Linked DNA regions of Mus musculus: regions 1 and 3 are each linked to region 2. The links are chromatin contacts, called in public capture Hi-C and promoter capture Hi-C maps. All regions are on one chromosome and are shown on one strand. Each heading gives the region's core, a stretch centred on a gene start, on an enhancer-like site or on the middle of the called end of the contact. The rest is flanking DNA. Distances are from core to core; before and after follow the strand shown. Region 1 holds the start of Arrb1 (arrestin, beta 1). Region 2 holds the start of C2cd3 (C2 calcium-dependent domain containing 3). Region 3 holds the start of Arhgef17 (Rho guanine nucleotide exchange factor (GEF) 17).

Region 1 (4,276 bases), core at 1,379-3,878, 840 kb before region 2:
AGGTTGTTGACAAGGAGTTCTCATGACCTCTACTGCAGTTTTGCTAATTTTGATTATTGAATGAATACATCAGTGCTTTCCTTAGGCCTGATAGATGTAAGTGTTTTCTTAACGGCCCCCTTTGCCTCCCATTCTAGACCCCTCTCTCCATTGAAAGCTCTGTCCTGCTTGACACCAATCTGTAAATTCCCCAGAACCACAACTGGCACAAGAAACAACTATTAAAAACAACAACAAGAGCCGGGTTGTGGTGGCGCACGCCTTTAATCCCAGCACTTGGGAGGCAGAGGCAGGAGGATTTCTGAGTTTGAGGCCAGCCTGGTCTACAGAGTGAGTTCCAGGACAGCCAGGGCTACACAGAGAAACCCTGTCTCGAAAAAAACAAACCAACCAACCAAACAAACAAAAAAACAAAAAACCAAAACAAAACAAAAAAGAAAAACAACAACAAGAACACCAAAAACCCAGCCAAATTCTGTCTATGTTCTGTGTTTGATTCCTGTTGAGGAAAGCTGGGGAAAAGAGAGGCCAAGATCAAGAGGAGGCTATGGGGGGCTGGGGAGATGGCTCAGTGGTTAAGAGCACCAGCTGCTCTTCCAAAGGTCCTGAGTTCAATTCCCAGGAACCACATGGTGGCTCACAGCTATTTCTAGAGAGTGCAGAAGCCCTCTTCGTGCATGCAGGTGTATATGCAGATAGATCACCCATATACATAAAATAAATAAATCTTTAAAAAAAAAAGAGTCTGTGGATTTGGGTGAGCCATTTAATTTCTCTAAGCACCAGTTTGTTCATTCATTTTAGAAAAGGCAACCAAGCATTTAGCTCATAGAGTTGCAAGTGCCAAGTAGCACCAGGCACACCTCCCACCCCTCATGGGTTTACAGGCTAGAAAGGATGCTCTTGACACCTTGAGCCACGTGTTGACACCCGCCAGCTACCAGTCTGTTCAGTGTCCCTCAGTGTTAGAGCCATGCTTTCCAAAGCTGGTCTAGAAAGAACTACGTGGGGGTGGGGGCGACCTGGAGCCATCTGGGGCATCTTTCTGGACTGTTGGTTTGCTGAGAAGTGATCGACAACATTGTTTGTTTTAGTGACATGACCGCAGATACTTACTAAGTAGGATGGCGAATGTGCTTTGAGCATCGGCACTGGGCACTGTCCTGAGTTCATCGGGCTTGGACGAAGCCCCCGTGGAGAGTACAAGACCAGGCCTCTTGATTTTGAGCTCACAAAGTTTGCTTCCTGCTATCAATAGAGAACCCTACTCTGCTCCTTTCAAGAGCCCCCCACAACGGCCTGCAGAAGGGTCAGGTGGCTTCCTGCTCTGCCCTGGTTGGAGGAAGGGAAGATCCCAGAGGCTAAGAAAGGGCAGGTGAAGTTACAGACCTTAATCCACTTCCTCTTAGCTCTTACCATTGCCCAGATGTGGACCACCCTGCCTGTCCATTAGCCTCTACCCACCCCTCCCCAATCTGGACATAATTATAGTCATTATCCTGGGATATTATTACCAATTCTATAAACAGCACACTCTATGTAAACAGCATAGGTAACTGCTTCTGAACATAATTACAGGAGATGTTTCCAGACCCCGCAATTGCATCAGAGTAAATGATAGCTTCCTTTCCTATCGTTAATACTCCGATATTAGGGACCTATCAGTGCCAATTAGTCAAACTCCAGCAGTGAGGGGCTGAGGACCTTACATTCCTCCCACTGCCTCAAGATCCCTTCTAGGAGAAAATGGATTCAAACCCTTTCCTACCCCTTCTTAGCCTCTGAACTCTACCCTCCCACTGCACACCGGCTACTTCTCCAGGGGTAGGAAACGTAAGGAAAGTCAAGGTTTCCAAGGATACCAAGAAAGCTGCAGACAGTAGACTCTGCTGGACACCGCTGTGTGCAGGTGTCTGCCCGCAAGAACAAGCAGATTCCTTCAACAATTGAACAGGACATCTGCTGGTCTTAGGACCCAGCCAATAGACCTGAAATGGGCTGAGTGGTGTCCAGAGTCATTACAGGCACCTAAGCTAGGCCTGGGTGCTATATCAATGATGCTAGATGCTACAGGCCACCAGCTAGTTGGCTCTCGGTCCCTTCTTTATCTCCTGTTCTCACTGCTTCCTCTTTCTGCCTGCCCCTCCCCTTTCCACTCTCATCTGCTCTCCAGCATTGCAGTCCGCTGCCCGCCCCCACCCCTTCTTCCTGTCCCTGTTGTGTCGTTGGGTGGTATCTCTCCAGAAGGGCGGGGGTGGGGAGGGTGGAGCAAAGGGCGAAGGCCTGGCTAGGCTTTTGGAATCTTTCGCTGTCCTCACACAGGGGCGCCTCTGAGGCTGGGCCTTGAAGTCTGCGGATTTTCCGCTTGCTTCTATCCGCAGACACAAAGGCCAGTCCTGGCGTGCGCGGGAGAGAGCGCTCGCACCCACGACTGTGAGCACACATACACAACTGCACAAAGACGTGCTACCTCTACACACACACACACACACACACACACACACACACACTCTCTCTCTCTCTCTCTCTCTCTCTCTCTCTCTCTCCACACCCCACCTCCCGACAGGCTCGCGCGCACAGCCGTGCACACGCACCAGCACTGGCACGCGCTTGCGTGCACGCGCTCCCGTGGACCAGCCGCGGCCGGCCACGCAGCCCTCACTCTCTGGGCGCGCACACGCAGAGCCGCGCACGGAGGCATACACGCGCGCTCACACCCGCACGCTCCACGCCCCTGGCGGCGGCCTGGGCGCTGTGCTGCTCGAGCGACGGGCGGGGACCCGGGCGGGGGCGGCGGCGGCGACAGCGGAGGAGGCGGAGCGGGGTAGCCGGGAGCGGGCTGGCCCGCGCTTCTCCTGGCGGCCGGGGATTTTCCAGCCTGGACGCTGACGCCGCGGACCTCCCTGCGGCCGCCGCGGACCATGGGCGACAAAGGGACACGGTGAGTGCGGGTGGCCGCCCTGTCCCACGCGCGCGTGGGGACGACCTGGGCGAGGGCACGGGCGGAGGTTCCAGTCAGCGTCACCCGGGATCTGGCACTCTGTTGTCCTCCCAAGTCTCTTGTGTGGTTCTCTGGCCAGAACCATGTGTACCGAGGCACCCAGGGTGGGCCACCCCATTGGGTTCACGGCTCCTGGCCGAGACGAGCTCACACACCCAGCCCTGGTCGATAGACTTCAGGACGCTCTGGGGCAGGCTGACACACAACACACAAGCTCATAAACACATGAGCACCCTTCTGCAGGCACACACTGACAGTCGTTGCCACACTTCGCATTTGTGACACGACGACGTCACATACGGTCTCTCACGCACACACCAGTCTGTCAACACATTCTTGCTGTCAGTCCTGTTAGCATACACAGGTCCCACTCGAACACGCACCAGCTCTAACAACACCCTCGTGTTGCTACACACATGCGGGCATACACCGACATACGTAGCCTGGCACTTGGGTGCTGCAAAGCACGGTCTAAGCTAGTACGTGCAGTCTGTCAACCCTCTCTGACGTGACACGATGTGGCCACAGGTCTTAGTGACACATCAAGGCTAACCACACACATGCAAGGCATAAAATGCCTGCAGGGACTGACATCCTCAGAGCAGTGGATACACTCACTTCTGACTCCTCATAGCAGGGCCGGGAACACAGGTCACAGAGTGGAAGGCTCTGAGACCTGGAAGGCAGGTCCCCATTCACATGGCTTTCTTCCCCTCTGTCCTCCAAAGCACATAGCTAGGGGCTCCATGTAGCTGAGGGAGGGTGACGGGAACTGTTTTGTAGAGCTTGCCTTGAGAGGAAAGGTTAGGCCCTCGAAATGGAAACTAGGTCAAAGTAGGAGGGCTAGGGAGGGGCAGGGAAGCTCGTGGGGTCAACCCTTATGACCAGACTGGTTCACCTTCCTGGCCCTTGAGAGTCTCCTTGCCATCTTCTCTGGCCCCTCCTCTAGCCTCCCTGCACCTGCCGTTTACCATTGCTTTCCTTATTACTCTTCTGTTTGTGTCCTTCCCTCTGCCTTTACCTCCTTTCTTCTGATATTAATTTATTTATTAAGCCCCTGTTGTATACTAGGCATAGCCTAGGGCATAAGAGATGATCAGAAAGGAAGCATCCCTGCAGTCACATGTTGGGACCCTTAAACAAAATGACTCATTGCCCACTGACAGCTGAGCCTCAGCAGTGAGTGAAAGCAGCTACAGAGGTTATTCCCATTTCCCAGGAGCAGAAACTGAGGCATAGTGGTAGCTCAGATACCTCATGTTTAGAAACTGCCTC
Region 2 (4,348 bases), core at 1,160-3,659:
AGCAACTATAAAATTGTTTAATGAGTAGATCTGCTCTTGGTATGGTTCTCCCAATTAATCATTTTCAGAAAACTTAAGTTTGATAAAGGGAGGAGCTGAAGTTCACTTAAACTTACCTGAAACATGTAGAGTTAGTTTTAAAACTAGCATTTAATATATCTGTACAGGTGAGTGCCAGTGTACTGAAAGATCCAACTGTAATTAGGAAAAAAACAGCTCCTAAGCGAGGTGTGGCAGGAGGATCAAGAGTTCAGGGTTAGGCTTGGCTTATAAAGTGTGACCATATCCCCCCCTTCCCCCAAAAAATTAATAACTAAAAAAAAAAACACATGAAGAATCATTACATTTATTTTTATACTTCAGGCTAATTTTCCAAAATAATGGTATAGGTCAGCTTCCAAATTTTCTTTATGTTAAAAGTTCAATCTTTATGTCTTTTCGAGACCAATCTTTATTTTATCTTATAACAAGCTTTCCATTTTACCTGCTATTATGCCTCCTCAGTCAATTTTTTTCTATTATAGATCATAACCTCTTGGATTCAGATTTTACCAATCATTTTAATAGCAGGACTCTCTCTCATCTCCTATACTCAGTCTTCACAGAACTGCATACATCTTTTCTTGCCTTTTGGTCAGTCTGTGGAAATTCTTGAAATATATCTACCAGCTTCTCTCTCCAATCCCAAATCCAACATAGGTCTCTTTTCTCTTTACCATCAGTAGTCCTCCAAATAGCCCAATGACTATCCAGTTCTCTCTGCCTTCCAGCAGCTCTTACTAGGATGTTCAACTATCACGATTTCTCCAGCAGGCAAGCATCCTATAACTATAAATGACACAGCCTGTCAGGGATCTAAATTTCTAAAGTTTCTTTCATTAGCTCAGCTTTTATATTGGGAGTGTAGCTCAGTGATGTGGCATTTATCTAGTTCTGGGTTCCAGCCTCAACACCACAAAAATTAATAAATGTTTCTAACCCACACACATAAGCACACACACACACTCAAGCCCTACTCCCTTTCCAGCAAACCATTTACTCCCATTTTATTGTTAAGTGGTTACTCCCAGTGCTTCACTAAGTCTAATTCTTAGACCAATAGATAGTTTCCCTCAGGTCCCATTTGCTTGGCAAAACAAAACAATTGACAAAATCTTCTTTGGTTTTCAGATTTTACCTCTCCAGTGCTTCCATTTAACAAATCCTACTCGAAATTATTTCTCAGTCTCTGGGATATCAGTGGTCACTGTTCCAAACTCAGCTGTCTTCCTCATCACACCCCCCCTATTTCCCTAGCCTCTGGGCTCACTCCCTTGATAACAGTCCCCTAGCCATGTTCTCTGTCTTTCCTTAGGCCTATTCTCCAAGTTTTCTGATTCACCCCCTCATTCTCTGAACTTGACTCTTACACTTCTGGAAACTTTCTCTAGAACCTTCTACTCCCTAGTCTTTGCCTCAGATGTTTTCTATAACCCTCAGGTAAAAACCTTCTTACTCCTGGCTCACTTACTTGATTCCCCAAACCCGTCAACTTTTCTCTCAGTCATTCCCTATTCCCCTCAACGATGCCAGATTTCTCCTCATCTCACTGATTCACTCTTTCTCCCAGACTCATCACTTCTAGAGTTGATTCCCGTCATCCCTTAGATTATCCTTTCATTTTCTCAACCTTGTCCTTATTCCCCTTCTCCAACAATGTTATCAGTCCTCCAGTGGACTACTCCCTTAGCGCCTCACCTAGTCCCCAAATCTACCTTCTACTCTATCTAAACACCTCCAGGCCAAGGCCAGCATTTCCTCCAATTCACAGCGTCCCTTCCCGTGGCACTCTGAATGCCCAGACACCAATCTCCAATGGCCTGGGCCTGGTCTCCTGGGAGAGTGGTACAAGTCACGTACCCCATCCGCATCTTGGCTCCGCTCTGACTGCCCCCGCTGCCGGGTAGAGGAGGGCGAGAAGGTAGGCGGCCGAGGTGCATGCTTTTTTCAAGGGCCGACATCAAAGGGAGGCCGCACGTCGACAACAGTGGCCCAAGGTCCGTCCCACGATACGTGCAGTACAACCGGTCACAGCTCTCTCCTCTAACGACGCCCAGTCGCCTTTGGACAGCAACCAGCCACCGGCAGCGCCGCCTACCGCCCACTGGCTCAGTAAGCCCCGCCCCCTCGCCGCAGCGCTTCCACCGGAAGTGCGCAACAGCCTTCGCACAAAGGAAACTGGGTAACGGAGTCTGCGGATCTCTCAGACTCCTATCAGAGAACTCGACAACCCTAGCAGGAAGAGACCTCTTGAAGGCAATGCATGCTGGACAATGAAGTCCTCAAATAGTGTATCAATTTGCGCTTGCGCAGATGCAGGTGCCCTGGTCCAACTTGGCCAAGGTAGGGAAGCAAAGCATCATGGGTGTTGTAGTCCATTTGCAGGGGCTCTAATTGGCGCCTTCTTTTGGCACCGCTTTCCGGGAACTGTTGGTGAAAGAGTGTTTCTTCCTGCGTCCCAGGCTTCCCAGCGGCGCCCGTTGCCGGGGAACGCAGGCGCCGTGGGAAGGGATGGCGGGAGCGTACAGCTTAGGAGCTGGCACCTGCGTTGAATTTGTGACGAAGGGCCCAGGCTCGGGATGAAACAACGGAAAGGCCAAGGGCCTGGGGGCGGCCGTGGGCGCAAAAAGAGAGGTAACTTTATTTCTTTAAGGTTGAGAAAAGCATAAAAGGGCTAAAGAATTCTAAGGAGACTTCCACCCGCTCCGGTTAAACAAAACAAAACAAAACAAAAGAGGACGGAAGAGAGACTAACTAGGGAACCAGAAAGTTAAGAGAATTTTTTTTTTTTTTAAAGAATGGAAAGGAAGTAGCGCCTGAGGGTCGATAAATGAGGCAAGTGAGGATTAATAGATACGGATAGGAGAACAACAAAATTAAACGTGCTCTTTTTACGACAGGGATACACGTATGTGTGTTAGAGGTATTCGGAGTAGGGGGAAGGGACATAACTCTGTCCGGAAAAACCTTAGATGGTGAAAGGGTGTGTGATAGAGGACATCGTGAAACCTGTAACCCAAGCTTACTCAAAAAGCAAATAAAACCACTTATATATATATATACCCTTCTACTTCTCTGATTTTTTCCTTGGGAAGCGATTGCGCTTCATAAGAATATACTGAGATCTCATCAGGAATCAATACAAGGAGTTTTTTCAACTAAAACAGTTTGTGTCCTGTAGCATGAAGAAAAAGATCTACCATAAAGCGCAGGGATAATTCGTTGAAATGGAAACATATGTGCATATATGGACTGCTCCTCACTTAGAATGACTTGAATCCAACTTAAATCCTCTTAGTTATCCAGCTCCTATAAGGGGGCCCTATGAACCCCAGGCTGGCCTTGAACTTGATCCGCCTGCAGAAAAACTCTTGGTTTTTTTTGTTTTGTTTGTTTGTTTGTTTGTTTTGTTTTTAAGTCTTCTCTAAATCTTTCAGAAAAGGTACTGACTGAAAGGAAAGCCAGAGTTGTAACTGATCGCTTCATTTACATATTATTCATCACCTTTCTGAACTCTAGTAAGATTTGACGTTAACATTTTGAACCCAGAACCAAAGGTAGCAGCAAACCTAAAAATGTTAGTCTCTGTCCTTGACTGTATGGTCTTGACAGCAAAGACAATTTAAGAGTGAGATAAAGAGCCTGCTGTGGTGGGCTAGCCTTTAAGCCCAGTACTTGGGAGGCAGAGGCAGGCAGATCTTTGTGAGTTCAAGGCCAGCCTGGTCTACAAATCAAATCTAGGCCAGCCAGAGCGGGTTACACTGAGGATCCCTGTCTCAAAACAAACAAACAGAACAAAAAAAGAGTGAGGTTAAGAATAATGTATCTTCTCCATTATTTTATTTATTCATTTTACATCCCAGTTGCTGCCCCCTCTACCGACCTCACAGAGTCCCTCTCCCACGATAACGTATCTTAACTGTGGTCAACTATGGATTTACAACAGTATTAAACAAAACTTCCAACTACGGAGATTTTAAAATCTGTCCACTGGTTTTATTGTCTTTATGCTTTTCAAATAATATCTTTCAATTAAAGAAAAGTTTGGATTAACATAAGTGACCAGGTAGGTTATTTTATGGCCTGTTTTTCTAGTTACTTCTCAGTTCTGTTAGGAAAAGCCTTCTCTGTCGACACTGAGTTTTATTTTTCATTCAAAGAATATATAGGGTATATAGACCTTATCCCAGCTCTCAGGAGGAAGAGGCAGGTGGATCTCTGCGAGTTTGAGGCCAGGCAGTTTTAAGTAAGTGAATTCCAGACAAGCCAGGATTACCTAGTAAGATGTCTAAAAAAAAGAAAAAAAAAA
Region 3 (4,659 bases), core at 1,017-3,516, 560 kb after region 2:
TGCCCAGTCAGGACTTGTAGGGCAGACATCATTTCCATCGTCCTGCTGTGCACCCATTCGCTGTATCTTCTCAAAAACCTGACGGGCTTCCTGTACATACTGATCCTGGACCACGAGTGGCAATGGGTCTTCCTCTGCCCCAGAACCTGCCAGTAGGAGCTCTGAGGAGCTAGGCTTCAAGGCACTGGTGCGGAGCAGGCGCCGGGCCATGGGCTTTTCCGAACAGCTGAATGACTTTGCTCTGCGTAGGGTAGCTGTCAGGTCCTTGAGGGTGGGCCGGGTGGTGGGTGACGTTGGACTTTGAGACAGTGTGGACTCCGATTGTTCCATTGGGCTACCTGCTGATGGTGAGTCTCTGCCATCTAGGGGCCTGTTCCCAGGGCCCCCACTGGGCTTTCGGACCCTCAGTTCTGAAAGGTCTGAACGAAGGAAACTGAGCAGCGTCAGGGTTTCAGAGGCGATATCTGGATTCGATAGGGACTTTCGTTGTCGGTTCTTATCTAGGTCCAGTCCTCCATCCCTCAGCGGCCTGGCAGTGCCTACAGGTCCCTTACTGCGGGACCTCGTCTGGGGCCGCAGAAGAAGCCCATCTCCAGTTCCAAAACTTGGGGATCGATATACACCCCAGCCCACAGAACTACGGCTTGACCATAGGTCGTCATCTTTGAGGGTCTCTGTGCTGGAATAGCGACTACTTCCTCGGGAGCCAGCTGGGCTGGCCAGGTACGCAGGAAAGCTCACCTTAGCCACACGGAAAGGTGCACCCCCAGTGTCGGACATAGGCCTTAAGCTCTCTTGGGGACCTGGGAGGCATGGCTGTGTACCAGTACCCCACTCATCCATTGAGGTTCTTGGAGACGTCGGAGGTTCGGGGCTCCCGACACCCCCCGCTGATCCCAAGCCTCCCGGATTTAGCTCGTCACTGTCCTGGCTGCAGCCGTGAACCAACTGAGAGCGTCCAGGCCGGAGACCTCTCCCTCTCCAGCGACGGCCATCCTCACCATTTGGGTCCTCGTCACTGCCCGAAGAGTGGCCGCCGAGGTAGGCCGGACTCTGAGGCCCAAGCTGCGACTGCGGTCCCTCCTCTTCCTCCTCGCTGGAACTAGCAGCCCGGCTGCGGCTGACAGGATAGGAGGAGGCAATGGAGGAGGAGGAGGAGGCCCGGGCCCCGGCCTGCGGTTGGGAGAAGCTATGCCAAGAATGTAAACCATCCGCCGGACGCTGCGCCCGCTCCTGTTGCTGGTGCTGCCGACGTCGCCTCCCCTCGATCCCGGGCCCGGACAGCGGCCGCGCAGAACGCAGGCCAGCCAGAGGAAAGCACGTTCGAGGAGGTGGCGTCGGAGGTTGCCGGGGATCGCGAGTTGGGGGCTCCCACGAAACTCTGTCGGGGCTGGTCGACCCCAGGGCCTCAGAGTCCATACTGGGTCGTCTGGAGCTCGGACCGCCGAAGAGTTTGCGCATCTCTGTGACGCTGGGCCAGGCCCCACGTTCAGAGCCTTCCGCAGCTTCTTCTGTGGTGCCGGAGGAGCAGCCCCCGTCCCGGGTACCAGTGGAGTCGTCGTCCAGACCCGCCGCGTCGAAGCGCCGGGAGAGCTGGCGCACCGATGGCGAGAGGCTGCGGAGCGGGCGCGGCTGCGCGGGGGCGGCCGGGGGCCCCGACGCCAGCTTGGACACGCGCCGGGAGGGCTGGCCCGGGACTGCCGCGGCTGGCCGGCACGAAGCTCGGCGCCGCAACCCAGGGGTGTCCGCGTCCTCCTCCCTCGGCCCCGGTCCGCCGCTCCAGCGCTCCAGCAGTTTAAACGAGACGCTGCGATAAAGTGGGGGTCGAGGTGACCCGTCCGCCATGGTTGGTGCTAGTCACTCCGGGGGGGCTGGCCTCGGGACGCCGCGGCCAACCCCCCCTGCACTCCCACTCCGAGGGCGCGCAGTGGCCACGGTCCGAGAGCCTGGGTCCTGCACCCGCAGCGTGCGGCGGCTGTGGAGGAGGGTGCGGAGACGTGAGCAGAGGTTTATCAGTCGAAGATCAAGTTTCCGCGGCTACAAAAGGCAGGAGTTCCATCCTGGGCGGCCCCTCTCGCCCCTGCGGCGACCCCAGGCCCAGCCTTAGCCTCTGCGGGAGAGGCCAGGGACATCGCGGTCCTGCCGGTGAGGGGCCTAAGGCTCGGTTCCTGCACTCAAAGTCCGCCTGCCAAGCCCGGCGGCCCGCCTGCCTCCCCTCGAGCTCCCGCTCCAGCTCCCTTTCCCTCCCTCTAAGCAGCTAGCTCTCTGCTCCCTTTTGTTGCAAATAAACTTTGAGGCAGAGGAAAGGGGGCGGGGGGCGGGGCCTGGCGCCCAAAAGAGGGGGTGGGCTCCGGGAGCGCGCGAGGCTGGGAACACTGTGGGGGGAGGGAATCGGGGAGGAGCCGAAGGAGAAACAGGATGCTAGGACTTTTGTAGACCAAAACGACCCTCTAGGGGAGTCGGCTGCGAAAGCCGCGGGCTGATCCTCCCTGGGGACTCCTTCAGATACCCACAGGAGCTGAGAGTGGACAGCTCTGCATAAAGTAGTCCCCGCTTTCACGCGGGAACCTCTGCCGCAGGGGCTCCAACATGGCAACCCAAGACCCAAAAACTCAGGTACACACCGAAACTCAGGTACACGCAGAAACTCTCCTGGCCGGAAAAGAGGTGGGGCCCAGGGAGACGTAGGTGGGGCAGGCCCACCGGAGCGCTTGTGGTTCCCCACCTTGCTCAGACCACGCCCCGTACTCATCCTTCAGTGGCGAATCCCGCCGCACCACGCCCATGTCCCGCCCCTCACTCTCCCAAACGCTCCACCTATCTCCCACCTCCCTCTGGTTTGTCCCTCGCTGACTGTCCCTTAACCCACCCAATGCTGCTTTAGCAGTCCCACCACTCAGGACTATTACACACAACTTCCCCCGCCATTTTTCCAGTTGCCACGCCCCCTGCCCTCTAAGGCCTGGCGTCCTCTAATCTCTAAGACTCCGCTCCCCACGTCTTTCTGCGGTCGGGGTACGTTGCTCTTGCGCCCTCTGCGGGCAAGATTCTCCGCTTTCTCCAAACTCCGTAGAGATAAAACTTCATCTTCCCACAACCAACCATAGAAGGGTTAGGAAGGTTTCACTTGCTTACAGGCGTTTCCTGCCCCCTTTGGCAAGCACTCTGCCCTTTCTTTGGCCTCCTGCACAAAAGGTGTTTGCACGGGAACGCCCTCAACTTCCCTCCGCCAAACCTATACTCCTACCTGTGGGTGCTCCACCCTCCAGACCAGGAAGGTGTCTCTCCCGCTGCAACAATGATCTACCCTAGACCTCCCCTCCCGCTCCTGCTGCAGTCTAGCAAGTCTAAAATTGTTCTGGTTACTGGGATGTCAACTTCGCACCTCTGTTAGGTCCCTTTTTGCCCAGAGGCTTTAAATGTAGGACTCCACACCTAAATGAATGAAAATATATGGACTGCCTAGGACGTACGGGTAACATTTTAAGTATTTTATTTAATCCTTAGGCCACCCTTGGGGATAGATGTTATTAGAGAAGTCACAATAGCCATTGCAGAAGTCAGAGGGAAAGGATAGCTCTAGGTGTGGCTCAAATCCAGACTTTAAAGTTGTCAATCATCACGGTTTTTTTTAGAGATTTTGATGAAGAAGGAGGGTCTGATTCCTTTAAGTTCCAGCAGCCTTTCTCTTTGTGGGTGGTGGGCAGAACCTAGCCTCTTTGGGGACAGAGGACAGTCTAGACTGCTTCAAACTCACCCAGCTCTGTTATGTGTAGGCCCCATTCCTCCAATGTTCACTTAGTAAGCATTTAAGGTCAGTGGTAAATGCTTACCCAACCAACCCCAGGGCCATATGGGTCCCAGCCAAAGATACTCAGCTCAGTGGAGATCAAGGCAGTCTTGAGGGCAGAATGCTAAGTGCAGAATAAGGGAAGGCAGCCTCTAGCACAGTGGCTCTCAACTTTCTTGATGCTGCAACCCTTTAACACAATTTTTCATGTTGTAGTGACCCCCATCATAAATTTATCTTTGTTGCTATTTCATAACTGTAATTTTGCTATTGTGAACCCATAATACATATATCTGTGTTTTTCAATGATCTCTGGAAACCCCTTTGAAAGGGTCATTAGGCTCTAAAGGGGTGAGGCACACAGGTTGACAACCACTGCTCTTGGAGGACCCCAGGCTGGATTGCTGCTCGATCAGCCCCCAGGGTAAGAAGGTAGCTCTCTTAGTTCTGGATCATCCGTTAGTTTGTAGGAAGCCTCCAGGTATGGAGATAAGAAGCCTCCTGCAAGACCTTCACACCATTGTGTCTCAGCTCTGTCTCAAAGGGTCTATGAGGTATATCTTGCCCTCTCCACTGGCAAATTAGTATGCAAAGAAGAGAACCCGATGGGTTTGCACCTCTCTACTCTGCCTTGCTGGGATGCAGAGTAAACAAACCTCTATGCTTCTTTGAGCCTCAGCTGCCTTGTTTGAAAAGTGAGGAATGGGTCAGCTTTCCCCTAAGCAAGTTTAGGTGTTCACTGTCTCCCTCCGTAGTGATGGTTCCCACAGCTCGATGTGTCCTGCTGAGATCACACCCAGGGCTTTGGGCATGCTTAGTCGTCACTCTACTGCTCAGCATTGAAATGTGTGCTTTCCCAGTTTCTTCAC

The links. Promoter capture Hi-C pulls out the DNA fragments that hold promoters and counts their contacts. Capture Hi-C pulls out chosen DNA fragments and counts their contacts.
Region 1: a contact with region 2 is called in a capture Hi-C map of macrophages, with 4 times the contacts expected there. The contact joins the promoter of Arrb1 here to the promoter of C2cd3 in region 2. A contact is called at or near these places in 2 of 115 datasets of contacts at active chromatin or transcription factors (astrocytes and bone marrow-derived macrophages) and 1 of 9 other capture datasets (macrophages).
Region 3: a promoter capture Hi-C map of embryonic stem cells shows a contact between it and region 2, with 2.1 times the contacts expected there. The contact joins the promoter of Arhgef17 here to the promoter of C2cd3 in region 2. A contact is called at or near these places in 3 of 39 promoter capture datasets (embryonic stem cells, neutrophils and pre-B cells) and 1 of 115 datasets of contacts at active chromatin or transcription factors (astrocytes).

Annotation. Positions count from the first base shown.
Region 1 is chr7:99,532,858-99,537,133 of GRCm38.p6, forward strand. Arrb1 (arrestin, beta 1) reads left to right here and starts at 2,629. Exons shown (of 16, transcript NM_177231.2): 1 at 2,629-2,941. The coding sequence starts at 2,922.
Region 2 is chr7:100,369,824-100,374,171 of GRCm38.p6, forward strand. It overlaps C2cd3 (C2 calcium-dependent domain containing 3), which reads left to right and starts at 2,410. Exons shown (of 33, transcript NM_001017985.3): 1 at 2,410-2,673. The coding sequence starts at 2,619. It overlaps Ppme1 (protein phosphatase methylesterase 1), which reads right to left and starts at 2,073. Exons shown (of 14, transcript NM_028292.2): 1 at 1,900-2,073. The coding sequence starts at 2,000.
Region 3 is chr7:100,929,895-100,934,553 of GRCm38.p6, forward strand. Arhgef17 (Rho guanine nucleotide exchange factor (GEF) 17) reads right to left here and starts at 2,267. Exons shown (of 21, transcript NM_001081116.1): 1 at 1-2,267. The coding sequence starts at 1,845.